2 separate regions of the Bos taurus genome follow, and region 2 is linked to region 1. Evidence: chromatin contacts called from public Hi-C data. All regions are on one chromosome and are shown on one strand. Each heading gives the region's core, a stretch centred on a gene start, on an enhancer-like site or on the middle of the called end of the contact. The rest is flanking DNA. Distances are from core to core; before and after follow the strand shown. Region 1 overlaps PTPA (protein phosphatase 2 phosphatase activator). Region 2 has its middle 14 kb from the start of C11H9orf50.

What was found. A called contact is a pair of places that touch in the nucleus more often than the background predicts.
Region 2: a contact with region 1 is called in a Hi-C map of liver, with 5 times the contacts expected there. The contact joins two enhancer-like sites. A contact is called at or near these places in 2 of 11 Hi-C or Micro-C datasets (liver and skeletal muscle).

The regions. Positions count from the first base shown.
Region 1 is chr11:99,598,470-99,602,525 of ARS-UCD2.0, forward strand. It overlaps PTPA (protein phosphatase 2 phosphatase activator), which reads left to right. Exons shown (of 10, transcript NM_001046173.1): 9 at 864-971. Among named protein-coding and RNA genes, the nearest start is that of MIR12056, 3.4 kb to the right of the region's middle. Within about 2 kb of position 1,987, at least 37 of the 102 cell types and tissues checked have an H3K27ac peak or open chromatin away from gene starts, as enhancers often do. A contact at or near this core is called in liver, where this site is marked.
Region 2 is chr11:100,002,513-100,006,387 of ARS-UCD2.0, forward strand. No RefSeq gene overlaps it. Among named protein-coding and RNA genes, the nearest start is that of C11H9orf50, 14 kb to the right of the region's middle. Within about 2 kb of position 2,204, at least 39 of the 102 cell types and tissues checked have an H3K27ac peak or open chromatin away from gene starts, as enhancers often do. A contact at or near this core is called in liver, where this site is marked.

The sequences.
Region 1 (4,056 bases), core at 737-3,236:
CTTTCCACCAGCCCCGCCTCCACACATAGCCTTTTCTGGAACCTTCCACCTACTCGAGGTCCAAGTCAGCTTTCTCACCAGCTCAGCCTCTGCTTTTCAGACTTTTTCTTTTGATGCCTGTGCTCAGGGTCCCGTCCCCCAGCATCAGCCGGGGAGGGGGCAGTGTGGAGGGGATTGTGAACTGCCTGTTAATAAATACAGATGTGCTGGCCTTGTGCTGTCTGAGGGGTGCACTCAGGCGCACGCGCTTCCTCGTCTCAGTGCTGGTTTCTGAGATCATGGAGGCTCCACTGGGCCTGCTGCAGGATTTCTTCCAAGAGGAGGGACTGGGACCGTACGGTCCTTGCTCCTGCCTGTCTCTCGCTGCTGGGGTTGCCATCCCTTCTCCACTCGGCTGCCAGGTCAGGCTGGCTTTCTAAAGACGTTCCTCCCGCATCTGCTGCAGGTGACCCGTGTTTTTCCCCTCTTTTCCTTCTTCCCTCCGCCTCCCATGAAGAAGGCAGTCAGGTGCTTGGGCTTGGTCCAGGCCCTCTCCCAAACCGACCCTTCCCTAGGCTCTTCCTGCTCTCCCTGTGGCAGGCCAAGAGAGACCCTGTCTCTGGCACATGTGTGTATGCGTGCACGTGGGCATATGCACACATGCGCCTGCCTGCACGACTGCCACCCCATAGGTGCCTGCTGCCACCTGGTCTTCGTGAGAGTGTGTGTGCGTGTGTCTGTATGTACGTCTGTGTGTTTACATGTGTATGTATGTGCTTACATGTGTGTGTGTACACACGTGTGTGCTGGAGCAGCCTTGCTGCAGGGAGCAGGTGGTAGGCTCCAGGGCCCACATCTCCAGCTTGTGAACTCTTCTTTTCCAGATGAAGACAGGCCCCTTTGCAGAACACTCCAACCAGCTGTGGAACATCAGCGCTGTCCCCTCCTGGTCCAAAGTGAACCAGGGTCTCATCCGCATGTATAAGGCCGAGGTGAGTGGGGACTGGCTGGCACTCTCGGTTCTGGGCGCCCTCACCCCCACCCCACTGTTCTGCTCTTTGTCCAGCTCTGAGTTGTGGGCCAGCCCCTTCTGACACCTGAGGCCTGTGAATCTCTGTCTTTGGGATGGGCAGCCAGAAAAGCCCTGTGACTGAGGCTAGACCCTGCTGCTCCTGGGTCTCTGTTCCCACTTGTCAAATGGCTGGAGGCACTTCTCAGCTCTGTCCTGTGGGGACGCGATAAAGGAAACAGGCTTGGGAAAAGGCTCTATCCTTTGGAGACGTCATCCAAAATGATGTTTCTCCCACCTTGGTGTGTCTGATAGCTGGGCAGGTGGGAGGTCTTGTGGGGAGGCCCAGGGCTACATTTTTAATAACTGCTTCTGGGGTCCTCCCTGCTCTCCAGTCAGAGCAGCAGGGAGAGGTGTGGGCCTCCGGAGGTCCCCCTGCTGGGGGGCGGCCACCCCCTTTCCTGCCCCCTCTGCTCGTCCTCCTTGGCAACCTTCTCCCCTCCAAGGACGTGACTTTTTCTCTGGCAAGTAAGGAGGAGACATTTCTTCCCACCCTGTTCTTTACTCTAGCTCTTCCACATCTTAGGCAGACCAGTCCTAGAACTGCTTGACCTTGACCCGGGAGGGCCTGGCGTGAAGTCCCTCACCCGGAGCAGTGGGTCCCAAACTCCCCTCTTTTCACCCTTCGGCTGGTGGTCTCAGGTGTTGTTCTGGAGGTGCTTCTCTCTCGACCCTTGGTCATCCCTCTCCAGGGAAGGGGAAGGTTGTCTAGGTGGCCTCCTTACAGCCAGAGCTCACTCAGGGCCGTCAGCAGAGGCAGAGGAGCAGGAAGGGTAGGGTACAGGGCGCTGGGTGTGGCTGGGAGTACCAGCGCTTCCAGTGGCCTGGATCCCTCTGTGCCGCCCTGAAGGGGTTAAAGGTGCTGGGACTGACCAGGCCTGGCCCTCTCCCTCCCTTCCGCCTCCTCCCCCTCCGGTCCTCTTCCTCTGGACTTCACATCCTGTGTTTAGGTTCCAGCCCACATACCTCTCTAATCTGAGAGGAGCCTTTGCTGGGGCTGGGCAGGCTCCATCCGGCCCTCAGCCCTCCACACTGGCCCTCCTGCTGGAGAGTCCCCAGGGCACTGCCCTCTGTGTGTCCTGTTGTTCTCGACCCCTCCCCACCCCAGTCCCACAGTGGATGCTGAAGGGGTCTCCCCGCTGCCGCCCCCTCCAGGCCCTCCCACCCCCCACCTCCCCATAGGCTGGACTCTGGTGCCTTCCCTGCCTAGGATCTTAGATGCTGTCCTTCCTGCAGGCTCTTACTTGAGTGACTAAACTTATCTTGACCTGGGCCCCTAAGGGCGGAACAGGAGGCCCTGCCTCCGGTCCCTACCTTTGTCCAGAGGCAAAAGAACCCTGGCTGGAGGAGCAGGGTAAGACTGCAGCCCTGATGGTGCCGCACAAACAAAGCGGTCGAAGGTGGAACAATTGTCCATGTGTCTCTGGCTGTTGAACACAGGAGGTCAGCGACTGCAAACTGCCCGCAGCTCAGGACCAGACAGAGGGAGCGCTGAGCAGATAACCCAGCGCCCTTCCTGAAACCCAGAAATTGCAGCTCTGGCTGCACGCAGCCTGCCAGCTGCTGTGTGGTGGCCACGCCTTGGTAGGACAACCCTGGGACTCGCTGACTCTTAAGTCTAGGGCCACCGAGTCCCTGTAACCTGCAGCAGCCATTTATAAGTTGCCAGCAGGTCACCCTTAGTCTGTGATCCCTGGGGTTGTGGAGTCGCACACTCTCTGAGCAGAGGAAAGCTAGGAGTGGACTCGTTCTTCCAGATGGGTTCCGGTCCTTAGGGACCTTGGGTCCTTGGGGACCTCCGAGGCCTGCCAGTTCTGAAGTACAGAGGGAGTTTAGCAGAGGCCAGAGCCCGAGACAGAGTTGGCTGCGGGAGGGGAGCTGCCCTGAGTTGCCACGAAGGCCTGTCTGGGCCTGGCGCTTGGGCCCAACTGTCTGCATCTTCAAGCTGCCTGTCTCGGCCTTTCTGAGTGGAAGAACCAGATGCTTCTGGGGCCCTTGTTGGGGTGGGCCTGTCTTTCCTGAGGGCTGGCCCCATGCAGGTGTTCCCTTCAGAAGGGTCTGTCAGGACCGAGGAGCTCCTTCTCTCCCTGACTCACTGGGAGCTGGGAGGGCCGCCCGCTGGAAGGTCTGGACTCAGCTTGGCTGAAGCAGTTGCTCTGTCCAGAGCACAGGTATTGCCGGCACAGGTCACTGCTCTGGAGAAGAGGCGTGGCCTGAGGCGCCTCTGCTGTGACCCTGGCGCTCCACTTCTTTTGCCCCAAGCAGCCCTTTGCCTTTAGCCCAGTTCCTCACCTCCCCCTGGCCCTGGGGAAGCTTGTTTGGGGGATCCCTGAGGGCAGAGTGAACAGAACCCCTGCTCCAGTCCCCTAAGCCTCTTGCCTTTATAACTTCTCAGACCTGAAAGCTAGAAGCAGGTTGACCTTTGACTCTTTCTGGAATTCCAGGGCCCTAGGGGGCCCCCCTTTGACAAACTCCTACCACTTCCTCCATGATCTAAGCACAATGGCAGCTGCCTTTGCCTCTGGCCTGGATTTGCTGCTCTTCCCCGCCAGGGGCCACCCCCAGCTGCCTGCCCCCCACTTTGTCTGCCCCAGGCCCAGGGTCTGACTGTGGCCTGGAGCTCTGCTCCCTCACACAGCTTAGCTCCCCATCCTTCCATCATCAGAGATTTCCCTTCCTGCTCACCTCCAGGCCCTCTTCAGGCTTTGTGGACCATCCCTGACTCTGAGAGACAGACAGACAGACAGACACACACACACACACACACACACACACACACACACACACACACACACACACACACACACACACACACACACACACCCCCACACCCCCACACCCCCACACCCCCACACCCCCCCCCCCCCCCATGGCAAAGGCCCCTTCATCTTTGCTGCTGGCTCTTGAGGTCATGGACCCCGGGCCAGCGCTGGCCTTTGTTCCTCTGAGGTAGCAGGAGAAGGGGACAGTAACAGGATGGGACCCTTGCCCTCTCTGAGGCCAAAACC
Region 2 (3,875 bases), core at 954-3,453, 400 kb after region 1:
CGAACTGCCTGCAGATGAAAGGGAAAGAGCCCCTGGGACAGCTCATATCCCTGGGGCCCCGGCTGTCTCGGGTTCTGCATCTCCGTGGCTCCACACTGACACCCAGCCTCCCAGCGGCGCCTCTCTGACCCTGCCTGGAGTCAGCACTCCCGTCCCCCCTCCCCGTGGGCCCAGCCCCGCCTTCGAGGGAATTCTTGAGACTCCGGCTCTCAGGACCCTTTGCTCCAGCCCTATCACTAGCCAGTCTCCACAGCCTCCCCAAACGCCACCTTCCAATACATCTCTCCCGCCCTGGGCTTCCCCGGGTTCTCCATGCCTCCCCGGGGCCCCAGAGCTGGAGGACAGACCCTGGGGCAGGAAGGGGCTCCAGACCACCCTGCTTGCCCCTGGGAGAAGAAGGCCCAGGATCCCATGTTGGCCTCTCTTCCTGCTGAATTTGAATCCTGACTACAACACTTAAAAACAAAGTGACCTTGAGAAAGCGATGAGCCTCTCTGGGTTTTGGTTTCCCAACAAGGAATGGTTGTGAGAGACAGTCTAGGGTGGGGGTGGGGGAAGGGTGTGGGGGAGGGTGGGGGTGGGGGGAGGGGGGTCTGGTCTGGGGCACACCGGACCTGGCTCCAATTCCAGTGGTAGGCACGGCCTGGACAAGACCCGGTAACTTCCCTGGCCCTCAGTTTCCTTATTTGCTAAGGAGCTAAGGAGATGCCCTCCAGGGGGTGGAGAGGCCCAGTGAGGGGGGACCCCGGGAGAAGGGAGAGGCGCTTTTCCTGCTTCTCCCATCACTTCCTTCTGCGCTGCGTTGGGAACGTTTCCTCCCTCCCCACCACCCTCCAAACTAGCCGCAGCTCCAGCTGCCAGCCCTGGTTTGGCACAGGTCTGCCCACAGCCCAGGCAGGCGGTCCAGGGCAGGGGGTGGAAGGGGGTGGGTGCTTCTATGGCTCAGACTGAGGAGGGCAGACAGGAACTGGAAGAGACCAGTGCATGGGGCGGAGGGTGGTCCACCTGCCTCGCCCCACCCTCCGGAGATTCAGGGGGTCTGCGGTAGTGGGGAGCAAGAGCTGGAGGGGCGGCCAGCTCCAGCCACAGCTGCTTCCCAGGGCCTTCCAGCCATGCGGCTCCCTGGAGCCCAGGAGGGACTGGCCACGTGCCAGCCCTGAGTGGAAATGTACCAGCGAGAAGGACCCCGCTGGGGACCCTGGGGAGGGGTCGCTCCCCTCCCTGAAGCAAGTCCCTCCCTCCGTCCCCCTTCTTAGTCGCGCCATGTCCAAGCTCTGTGAGCAGAGGGGCAGGGGCATGCTGGAAAGGTCTGCAGAGGACTGCGGTGGGGGCTGCATCTGCGGCCTCCCCGGCAACAAGTGCACCCAGAAGGTGGGGGGTGCGGTCGCGGGCAGATCCCCGACCATGGGAGGGTATGTGGGTGTTCTCTGTTATGTGGGGTTTCTAACTGTGTGGTGTGGGTCTTGGGATGTGGTGCCTGTGTGTATGATGTGTCTGTGTGTGTGGGATGCGTGTGCTTATGTGCATGTGTGTGTGCACGCGCACGCGCGCGCGCAGGCGCCTGTCCGCGGCTGTCCCCGTGTGTCCCTGCGTTTCTGCTGGGAGTGGCGAGAGGGGAGGCTCGGGGCCACTCAAGGTCCTCTTGACACAGAATCCGTGTCTGTCGAGGAGGGAGACAGGAGAGAGGACGAGAACGCGGAGAGGGAAGGAAGAAATGGAGGGCTGGGGTGGGGGCCCCGGGGGAGGGGGACGATGCGAGCGGAAGGGATGCGAGGCAGGGCGTGGTGGGATGAGGGCGAGGAGCGGAGGGGTCCCCTACAAGCCGGGCTGCGGGACCCCGCGTGGCCGCCCGCTGGGTCCCCGCCGCCCGCTCTCGGGGGCCCCGACACCCCGACTCCCGCCCCCGTGCTCTGCACGCTGGACTCCATCTCTAGTGCTCCCGGCTGATCCCGCTGTTGCAAGCTTAAGCAGATTTTTTGCTTTAACGACAAAAAACGAGAAAGAGTCGGTTGGGGGAGGGGGTTGGGAGCGTCCCCCGGGGTCCCCGTCCGCGGTCCGGCGCGGAGAGCTAGCGCAGGGGGCAGGACGCCAGGCGCCAGCGCCGCGCGAGGGGAAAAGTTTCCGACCCTGGAGCGAGAGCTTGAGAAGTTTCGGCCGCGCCGGGCGGCGCCAAAGCCAGGCCAACACTGCCCCCGCGTGGGCGCGGCGCGGCGCTGCAGCCGGTGGCCTCCTTGGGGTGGGGCGGTGGTCCGCGGCGACTCTGCGGGGGGTACACACTGAGGCTCGGAGCCGGTGAGCTTGGCCTGCGCAAAGGCCAAGAGGAGGAGGTGTACTAGAAGCAAGCCTCCTTTTGGACTCGCAGGCTCTCCAGGAAACAGAACTACTGCTGGTGGAGTGGGAGGGCGTGCAAGTCAGAGAGTGGGGATGGGAGAGATTAAGTCGTTCCAAGGATTGCAATCCCCCTCCGGTCCCATCCCCTACAGGGTTTGTAGATCCGTGACTTGAGAGTCCCTTGGTCTGCAAGAAGATCCAGCCAGTCCATTCTAAAGGAAATCAGTCCTGGATGTTCCTTGGAAGGACTGATGCTGAAGCTGAAACTCCAATACTTTGGCCACCTGATGCGAAGAACTGACTCATTGGCAAAGACCCTGATGCTGGGAAAGATTGAAGGCAGGAGGAGAAGGGGACAACAGAGGATGAGATGGTTGGATGGCATCACCGACTCAATGGACATGAGTCTAAGTAAACTCCGGGAGTTGGTGGTGGACAGGGAGGCCTGGCATGCTGCAGTCCATGGGGTTGCAAAGAGTCAGACATGACTGAGCGACTGAACTGAACTGAACTGACCCCTTTGTGGAGGCAAAGCCGTCGTTCAAAACAGCGCCCTCAACTTCTATTACCATATGTAAAATAGACAGCCAAGGGGGAGTTTGCTGTCTGGCTCTGGAAACTCAAACAGGGGCTCTGTGTCAACCTAGAAGGGTAGGATGGGGAGGGAGGTGGGAGGGAGGTTCAAGAGGGAGGGGATATATGTATACCTATGGCTGATTCATGTTGAGGTTTGACAGAAAAACAGCAAAATTCTGTAAAGCAATTATCCTTCAATTTAAAAAAAAAATTAAAAAAGAAAGAAAACAGCACCCTCCTCCATCCACAACCTGTCCTGGTCCCACGAACCCTGCGGCCCGTCCAGCCCAAATCCCATCCCTTCCCCCTCAGCAGTGCACCCGCTGAGTGTGGGTTCCGTGGCTCTTTCCTCCGTGGCCAGGAGGTGGCGAAAGAGACCTCGACGCTGGCCTTGGTGAGGGATTGGAGCCACAGCGGCTTCAGGAAGGGGAGGGGGCTGAACTCTGCCCAGTGGCAGGCACGCAGGTGTGTGGCAGGGCCAAGCCCGGCACATAGGCAGAAGGAGGTGGAGCTGCTGGGTCAGCGCAGCGTCAGGAGGGCTCCAGGCGGTTCCTGCCCCCTTGTCTTTCACCACCTCCTGACGTGACTCCAAACACTCCCCCACTCCCGGGACCACCCCCCGCCCCAACTAGGAGAGAAACATCTGGCCCCTGCCCACCCAGATGCTTGCCCTCCAGGGACCAGATGGTGAAAACCTGGCCTGGGGAACGCTCCCTTCCTCCACAGTCTGGACGCCCTTACCCTACCAGGGAGTCCCACAAGCAGCCCCTCCGTTCAGCCTCTCAGTCCTCTCCAACTCAGCGACCCCACGGACTGCAGACCACTGGGCTTCCCTGTTCATCACCGCCTCTCCGAGCTTGCTCAAACTCACGTCCATCAAGTGGTTGATGAACCATTTCATCCAACCATCTCATCCTCTGTGGTTCCCTTCTCCAGCCTTCAGTCTTTCCCAGCATCAGGGTCTTTTC